3 separate regions of the Mus musculus genome follow, and regions 1 and 3 are each linked to region 2. The links are chromatin contacts, called in public HiChIP or PLAC-seq maps. All regions are on one chromosome and are shown on one strand. The core of a region is the stretch at or near the end of the contact, and the rest is flanking DNA. Distances in the headings are between cores, read along the strand shown.

Evidence for each region. HiChIP or PLAC-seq counts read pairs in DNA pulled down with a chosen protein or histone mark.
Region 1: a contact with region 2 is called in a FOXA1 HiChIP or PLAC-seq map of pancreatic cancer cells. The contact joins two enhancer-like sites. A contact is called at or near these places in 5 of 15 datasets of contacts at CTCF or cohesin (the NIH/3T3 cell line, embryonic stem cells and stem cell-derived epiblast-like cells), 19 of 484 Hi-C or Micro-C datasets (the C10 cell line, the HPC-7 cell line, LSK cells and 5 more), 3 of 115 datasets of contacts at active chromatin or transcription factors (the HPC-7 cell line, heart atrium and pancreatic cancer cells) and 1 of 9 other capture datasets (embryonic stem cells).
Region 3: a CTCF HiChIP or PLAC-seq map of the NIH/3T3 cell line shows a contact between it and region 2, with 6 read pairs. The contact joins two enhancer-like sites. A contact is called at or near these places in 2 of 15 datasets of contacts at CTCF or cohesin (the NIH/3T3 cell line and stem cell-derived epiblast-like cells), 17 of 484 Hi-C or Micro-C datasets (the CH12 cell line, the Patski cell line, bone marrow-derived macrophages and 10 more) and 4 of 115 datasets of contacts at active chromatin or transcription factors (the NIH/3T3 cell line, bone marrow-derived macrophages, embryonic fibroblasts and 1 more).

What each region holds. Positions count from the first base shown.
Region 1 is chr1:149,861,681-149,864,380 of GRCm38.p6, reverse strand. All of the region lies in intron 12 of Pla2g4a (phospholipase A2, group IVA (cytosolic, calcium-dependent)), which reads left to right. Among named protein-coding and RNA genes, the nearest start is that of Pla2g4a, 98 kb to the left of the region's middle. Within about 2 kb of position 1,295, at least 64 of the 459 cell types and tissues checked have an H3K27ac peak or open chromatin away from gene starts, as enhancers often do. A contact at or near this core is called in the NIH/3T3 cell line and pancreatic cancer cells, where this site is marked.
Region 2 is chr1:150,246,720-150,249,419 of GRCm38.p6, reverse strand. No RefSeq gene overlaps it. Among named protein-coding and RNA genes, the nearest start is that of Pdc, 71 kb to the left of the region's middle. Within about 2 kb of position 1,424, at least 12 of the 459 cell types and tissues checked have an H3K27ac peak or open chromatin away from gene starts, as enhancers often do. A contact at or near this core is called in the NIH/3T3 cell line and pancreatic cancer cells, where this site is marked.
Region 3 is chr1:149,831,914-149,834,613 of GRCm38.p6, reverse strand. All of the region lies in intron 17 of Pla2g4a (phospholipase A2, group IVA (cytosolic, calcium-dependent)), which reads left to right. Among named protein-coding and RNA genes, the nearest start is that of Gm23535, 130 kb to the right of the region's middle. Within about 2 kb of position 1,438, at least 22 of the 459 cell types and tissues checked have an H3K27ac peak or open chromatin away from gene starts, as enhancers often do. A contact at or near this core is called in the NIH/3T3 cell line, where this site is marked.

The DNA.
Region 1 (2,700 bases), core at 46-2,545, 380 kb after region 2:
CAGAGGTTTGAGGTCTATGCCCAGTAAGCACTATGTTTTGATGGACTGTGGAGTTCAATGCTGAATTAGAGATTTTGGGACAAGGATGTGGTTCCGTTTATAGAGCACTCCATAGTCTGCAACATCCTGCATTTGATCCCCAGGAACATGAACCATGGCATGGGGCACAAGTCAGAGAACTCCTCAGGACACATGAAATCCTGTTTCAGAAAGAAAACAAATAAGAATAATGAATGAGTGAATTTGGAGCCAATGTATCAGGGATCAGGGCTACCAGTCAATTACATCTTCCCCGCCCTCCTGTTCATGAAATATCTCTGGTCTGTTTGGAGAACACAGGATACAAAAAATGATATTTTAAAAATAATCAATTCATTTTAAAAAATGTATTTATGTAAAATGTTTATTTGCTTTCCCCGTCCCCCCCCCCCCCACCACCACCAATATGTGACCTTCAGCAATCATGGGCAATGGCTATCGACATAATGAAGCTTTATGCAGAAGAGACTCTAATTGTAACATGGCGTGGAGTACCATACATGTCCTTCTGAGTAGTAGTACTGTTTCTCCTCCTGAGAGGTTTTCTTTCTCTTGTTGATAGTTATATATAGCATGCAAAGATTCATTAGTCTATTCTTTAAGAGTTCCATTTGTTCATTTGGATCATTCCTAAGTAAGTACTGGGAAAGTGATTGTACCTTTTCATTAGGACCAACTATTTCTAAATACACATTAAATCAAGCAGAAAGGGCAGTTATAGTTGGTAGTACTTGGTCCATCCAAGCATCACTAAGTTAGGGGGCCGGCAAAGTGGGTAGTATCTGGAGCCAGAGGTGATCTTTAATAGAGTCACTATTTCTTCATGGTTAAAATATAATCAAAGTGTATAAAGATGAAGAAGGTCTGGGAGGCAGCCTCAGTGGTTGATAACTTATCTGGCATGTGCAGGGCCCTAGATTTGATCCCCAACATTATACCACCACCAACAGCAAATCGGGGTTCCCCACCAGAAGATTGTAAGATGACACCTTTAATCTGAGCTTTATAAGAAGATCTAGGTTAGCCTGAGCTAAAGTGTAGGGGTGAGGTAATCCTGCTTGGTTTATTTTAGTGGCATCCCTGGTAGATGACCTGTTCAACTTTAGTTTTGTGGAAACCACTGAGTCTTTTCTGAATCACACAAGTCTTTTCTGAACTACGTGAAGGTTTTTAAAAAGAGAAAGGAAAGCAGAGAGGGAGCCCACGCGGGTGGCCTGCTTCCTGTGTTCCTTCTCTGCTGAATAATCCTGATAACTCAGGTTAATTATTATTTTTTTCCTCCTAAGGCAGGAAGAGAATAGGGCTGAAATTACACATCAGAAGGTGGGCGAGACAATGGCTGCAGGCCAAGGAAAAGGAAGATGTTTACAGCGCACAGTGCTGAGAAATCTCTGTGGAGAAGTCCCCTCGGGGCCAGCAGTCTGGCCACTGGCTGTTTTGTGTCAGACTGAGGGCAGTGGATATTGTGTTCTTGGGCTCCACTGGTCAGCAGGAGGCATGTTAGCTCAGATTATGTAAGGGTTTCCAGAAATGAAACTGAAGAGGTGACTGAGGGTTCTCGAGACTTCTGGGGACTGCTTCATCCTTTGACTAAGTGGGGTCTCTCTTTTTAAGGGGCACCCAGAGGGGACTTGTTTGCCTGTTTGTTTGTCTGTTTGTTTATTTTTTACTCTATTACCTTAGTGAAGATTTTAAGGTGAACTGGAACCCTGATTAAATAACTTTAAATGAAATAATTTACTTGCTCAAAGAGTTGTTTGATGTGGGAAATTTTACTACTAAAGTGAGCTATGTAAAGATACCAGAGATGAGTTCAGATAAATCCAGTCAAGCTCTAAAAACATCCTTATAAAGAAAACAGTGCCATTTTCTTAAATTCGCTTACTAAATGCAGCCAAAGTAGGACATACCAAAGCCATAGAGACAGACAGGAGAAAATGTCTAAGGAAAGAAAAGTGCAGATAGCAAGCAGCAGAGCAACCCAAAGTGTATGACAACTGGGGTGTGTCTTTTTTACTACCCGCCTCTGCTGTGGAACAGAATTACTGCTGTCACAGTTATAATAGGAAAAGAAAAAAATCACATTTTGAGTATTTTATTTTGTTGAATTTTGTAGTTATAACTAATGCCAGTAAAAGTGAAATTTAACCTCTCAGGAATTTACTAACCTTTTCATTATGTAACTGTCCATGCATCTGCTATTTATGTGAGCTTAACAAATATAAAGAGAGAAATATGGGGAGCTGCATGCCACACCCCTTGGTTTTTTTTTTTTTTTTGAGCTTGCGTTTTCCCAAGTGGTTCTTGTGAGTAAAATTGCTAAATTTGGATCTAGTGTATTGAAATTGAATAAAAAAATATAGTCTTTTCTATTTGCTAGCAAAGAAAAAGAAAAAGTCACTACGAAGCATAGTTCACATGAACCAGCAGAAAGTCTGATTTTTCTGCAAATATTAATCACAAGAATAGTTGTCAGGTTTCACAAATTAGATGCATTTCCCCTGGGAAAAGGATGGTGAAATGTTAGACCAGCTTTTACCACTATGTTGATATTAAGGCTATGTAGTGCTTCTTAGCTTTCATGGCTGGTCTTAGTATGCTTTGAAAAGAAAAAAAAAGACAAATTATTCACATACTGGAAACCGACAGATGGTTTTCAGT
Region 2 (2,700 bases), core at 175-2,674:
TGTTTAAATATATATTATATATAACAATATTATTAAATATTTTAGATATTTTCCCTTTTGCTTATATACATAATATGCATAATATGTAATATTATATTGATACATATATTAATACATATTATGCATATTATGTATATATGAGCAAAATAGCAAGAATACTTAGTAATGGACTAAATTAATGCTGTATTAATTTAATTTTAAAAGTATATATACACACACATATATGTGTCTATCTATCTATCTATCTATCTATCTATCTATCTATCTATCTATCTATCTATCTATATTTCCTCCACATACAGGCTTGGCTTTGGGTGAGTTCATCTATAGTTGATAAATAATTAAGTACAGATCAAAGAACAGGAGATTTATGTTATTTGAGATCTGCAAGGCCCCTCACAGCACAAGTATCATCAACATACACATGCTATAGTAAGCTACAACTGGTGTTTCATGCGACTCTTGTTCGTGAGCACTTAGATGCCTCACAAAATACGTCCTGTTAGCCATTGTTCTTGGGTTCAGAATGGCTTTTGAAAAGTCCCTGAAGATTCTTGTCTTTCTTTCATGCATTTGAACATCTGCAGTGAACATTCTGCATATCAGTGTCTTATGGGACTGTCCCAGCATGGTCAAGGAGTGGACCACTGTAAGCTTGAAGAAGATCAGCTCATGTTTGGCCAGATTTAGATCCATTGGTAAGAGCAGATGTTGGTGGGGTCATTAACATTTTCTTTTTGGTCCTTGCCTTGGCAGAGACTTAGGACCTCTGACACCTCACTCTTGCTACTTTGTCCTCTGAAGAAGCCCAGTCTCAGGGACCTCTTCCCAACTGGCTTTAATAGACATATGAAGTGCTTTATGGAAGGCAAAGGACTACTTTCCTGAGTACACCTGTTAGGGCAATATGCTTAATTTTATATATTCATGGGTCTGAGCTCAGTGCTTACATGTGCTATGAGTGTTTGGGTGATATTTACTTTTAAGTTGGTAGACTTTGACCAAGAATATTGCCCCATAATATTGGTGGGTCTCATCTAACCAGTTAATGGCTTAAATGGAATAAAATTATGACCCTAGGCTGTTTTTTTGCATTTAAACTGTAAGTTTTTTTTTTCCTCCCTAGCTCTTCAGGTTGGTGATCTTGAACTTAAACTACAACACTGGTCTTTTGCCTCATTTTTCAGCTTGACTGTCTATCCTGAAGATTTGGGACTTTCTAGTCTCCAATACCATTAATGGTATTGAGGCAAATGTGCTGGCACACTCTCTGTAATCCTAGAATGAAGGAGGCAGAGTTACAAGGATTCTAAGTTTTAGTCCAGCCTGGGCTTTAAAGCAAGACCCTATGTTCCAAACTACACAGGGACAGAGCTCATTTTTCCCTCTCTGTACATGTTCTATTGGTTCTGCTTTTCTGGAGAACCATGACTAATACACAGGGCATGACTACCTATGTTTATTTAGTGCAGGATGTGTGTCAGGCATTCTATACATATTAACTCAGAATTTGCAGGCAAATTAGAAGCAACAGAGCTCCAAAGAGGTTAAAGAAGATGTTCTTAACTAATTGGTTATTTTTCTGTTGTTCTGTCTCTCTGTTCTTGTCTTACAAGGAAAGTAACTGAAATCATGAATCTATTGCTTTTTTTGTTGTTGTTGTTTCTACTTTCTTCAAACTCTTCTTAAAGTTGGTCTTTTAATTATACTATCAAAATGCTTTCTAGACCAGGCTATAGCTCTGTGATAGAACATTTGTCTGTGTGTGAAGGACTGACTTCAATCCTCAGCACTGAAAACAATTCTATTAAAATCATCATCATCTTCATCTTCATCTTCATCTTCATCATCTTACTTCTTCACTTTACATCTTGCTGACTACCCCCTTCTGGTCATCCCCTTTCACAATCGTTCTATCCCCCAAACCCCTTCTTCTCTGATCAGGTGGGGCCACCCTGGGTATCCCCGACACTGACACATCAAGTCTCTGTGAGACTAGGCTCATTGTTTCCTATTGAGGCCAGATGAAGCACCCTAGCTAGAAGAACATATCAAATGAACAGGCAATAACTTTTGGAATAGCCCCCACTCCAGTTGTTTGTGACCCACCTGAAGACCAAGCTGCTACATATGTGCTGGGGACAGGAAACTATGTCCAGCCCATGTATGCTCTGTGGTTGGTGGTTCAGTCTCTGAGAGCCCCAAGGGACCAGTTTAGTTGATTCTCTTAGTCTTTCTGTGGAGTTCCTATCCCCTAATGGGCAGCAATCTTTCCTCCTATTCTTCTGTAAGAGTCCCTAAGCTCCATCCACTATTTGGGTGTGAGTGTCTGCATCAGCTGCTGGATGGAGCCTCTCAGGGCAGCAATGCTATTCTCCTGTCTGAAGCATCATAGAGTATTATTAATACTGCCAGGGAGTGGTGCTTGCCCACGGGATGGGTCTCAAGTTGGGATGGTTATTTGTTCCCCCAGACTCTGCTCCATTCCCTGTCCCTCCATAACTTGTAGACAGTTTAAATTTTGGGTTGAAAGTTTTGTGGGTGGCTTGGTATTCCATTGGGGTTCCTGCCTGGCTGCAGGAGGTGGCCTCTTGAGGTACCGAATCCCCAATGCTGTGAGTCACAGCTAAGGACAAGGACATCCCCATTGATTCTTGGGTGCCTCCCTTATCCTAGGTCTTTCACCCTGGAGATGCCCAC
Region 3 (2,700 bases), core at 189-2,688, 410 kb after region 2:
ACCTTATCCTATCTCATTTGTACATTGGTTCAATGTGTCTTTATTACTAGATGTGCCAGGCTATGTTCAAAGACACAGAGACATAGAGCACCAAAGAACCAAAAGCCCAGGTTGCAATCTTATCACTCAGGAAGCTAAGGTAAGAGGTTCCTGAGTTTTCTCTCAGGAAACTCTGTTTCAGAGAAAAGAAAAGAAAAAAACACCCAAAAAACAAAAACAAAAACAAAAGTATGAATACCTTTATTAACCAAATATTTTCTCCTAAACATTCAACACTTAAAACCAGCCAAAGAAGCATGATGGATAGATCTAAGTGTGTGTGTGTGTGTGTGTGTGTGTGTGTGAATTTATAGGCATAGGAATCAAGTAAAAAAAAAAAAAAACTAGAAAAAATGCCAGAAGTCACAGTTTTGGAGTGGGGACTGAGCTTAAGGCATAAATCTTCCTTACTCTTTTCTCTGTCAACCATTTCTCTCCCAAGTGGCCTTGTTACTTAGTGTTCTACATTCACTTTCTTTTCCAACCAAGCCAACCAGTTTCCATGTGTTTCATATGTCCTGCGTTTACCACAGCATTCCATTCTTAGCTTTATATGGTTATTCATGGAGAAAATTGCTTGCCTCCTCTGCTTATGAAATAATATGTGTTTAACTCCAGTTATATTTTCCTCATGGTTTATCTGGGCGTTTATTAATCTAGAAAATATTTGTTATATGCCTTTCATAGTCTCAGTGCTGTGGTCAAACACTAACAGTCCTGGTTTTCATGGTATTTCAGACTTACATAAAATCAAACATTAGTCAGGAGCCTCACAGTAATTTTTATGAAAATAGTAGTTGCTTCTTATGATGGTAATTATTTTTATTCCTCTCTAAAGGTGTGTCTTCTCTGTAAGGTTACACCATAACATTCTCTCCTGGACTGCTGTTTTTAATTTGATACTATAAGCATCTCAATTTGTCTATAGACCCCTCAAAAATCATTCATTTCGGTGGAAGGGAGGAAGATCTTCTTTTCCAAGTTTAAAATTTTTTTTTTACTTATCTACTGAAAATGCTGTAGTATTAAGGGAACTGTTTTTTTAAAAAGAAATTGGAAAGCTCTTGAATGGTGTAGAAGAAGATGGCATGGATAATACTTGGGACAAGCAGTGAGGATACAGAAGGTTAGGAAACAATGGATATTATTGGAATAAACTGGCAAGGGAGGATCTGAAACCCCATGGAGGGAGAGAAGCAATTATACAAACCCTCTAAGGTCATTCCTGGCTTAAAAAAAAGATAGAAAGATACAGATACTACATAAGACATTTTAGATTCATCCAGATGTGTCACGTAGCTTCTAAAAGCTTTACAATTAGCAAGTGATTTAATACTAAGTTTTTCTTGGCCTGGAAGCATTAGGTTCCCAGGGCGGCAGTAGGGCTGTTTTATGAGGAAACAGAAGCCTGTTCAGTGCTTTCATAGTGTTAATATGCCATCTAGTGGTTCAACTTGCACACTCTTATCCCAAATGACTTGGATTTTTAGTTATAAAGGCAAACCCTAGAATGAATATATATCTCCCATTCATATCTCATTATATCTCTGTGATACCAACATTGCTAGTTTTTTCTATCTTCCTTATTTTCTTATAGTGTAAAATATTGAACACAGTGCCCCCATATACATTAGGCAAATAGTCTACCAATTGAGCTAAAAAAAATCTTGGTCTCCAAACTTTGTTCTCTCTCTCTCTCTCTCTCTCTCTCTCTCTCTCTCTCTCTCTCTGTGTGTGTGTGTGTGTGTGTGTGTGTGTGATAGAGAGAGTCAGACAGCCATCACAAGTGTACTATTCCCTGGGTCTTTTCTGTTCTAAAGCATTTTGGATGGCTGTTTTACCCTTCCCTGCACCAAGGGTATACATCTGCGTGAAGGAGCAGAACTGACTGGTAACATGGCAGCCAGCCAGAATCTAGAAAGACAGAGACTATTAAAAGTAAATACAGAAGGTCATTTGAATAGCAGGATTGATTTGCCAGTTCACACAGTGTAATGAGCCCATTCTTGCCCATATTGACTTCTTATAAGCTTTATAGCTTCCTAACTTTCATCACACACAGTTTATAAGCAATGGTATGAGCACATGTCTGTTGCAGGATATTTCTCTATGTGCTAGTCACTGTCCACAGCACTTTCTAGCAATATTCTCCAATTCCTAGCAACCTAAGATTAATAACGTTATTATTGTCTTAAAGAAGCCAGGAGTAGAGAGACGGGTCAGCAGTTAAGAGTCCTTGATCTTCTTGCAGATGACTCAGGTTTGGTTCCCATGCACTGTCTATAAATATTTACAAGGGATCCAACTCCCTTTTCCACACTCCAGAGACACTGCATACACATAGTGCAATTGTATGCAGGCAAAATACTCACACACATAAAATAAAATACGTAAATCTTTAAAGAAGAAGAAACAATCTGAAGTGTGTAGGCTGATTTTCATCTATTTCACAGAACCTGGACATGAATGGGCCAAGGAGGCCTTTGACTCAAGTCTTTTTCAATAGATCTGAAGCCCAGAATGTGTTATGTCTCTCTTATGTATGGGTAAATGCATTCTGCCAACATGTAATTAAAAGACTCTGTAATATTTGACTCTGGTTCTACAAGCAGAGACTAACAATATTTTTTAACCATATGAAAGACTCAAGTTTCTTCAGGA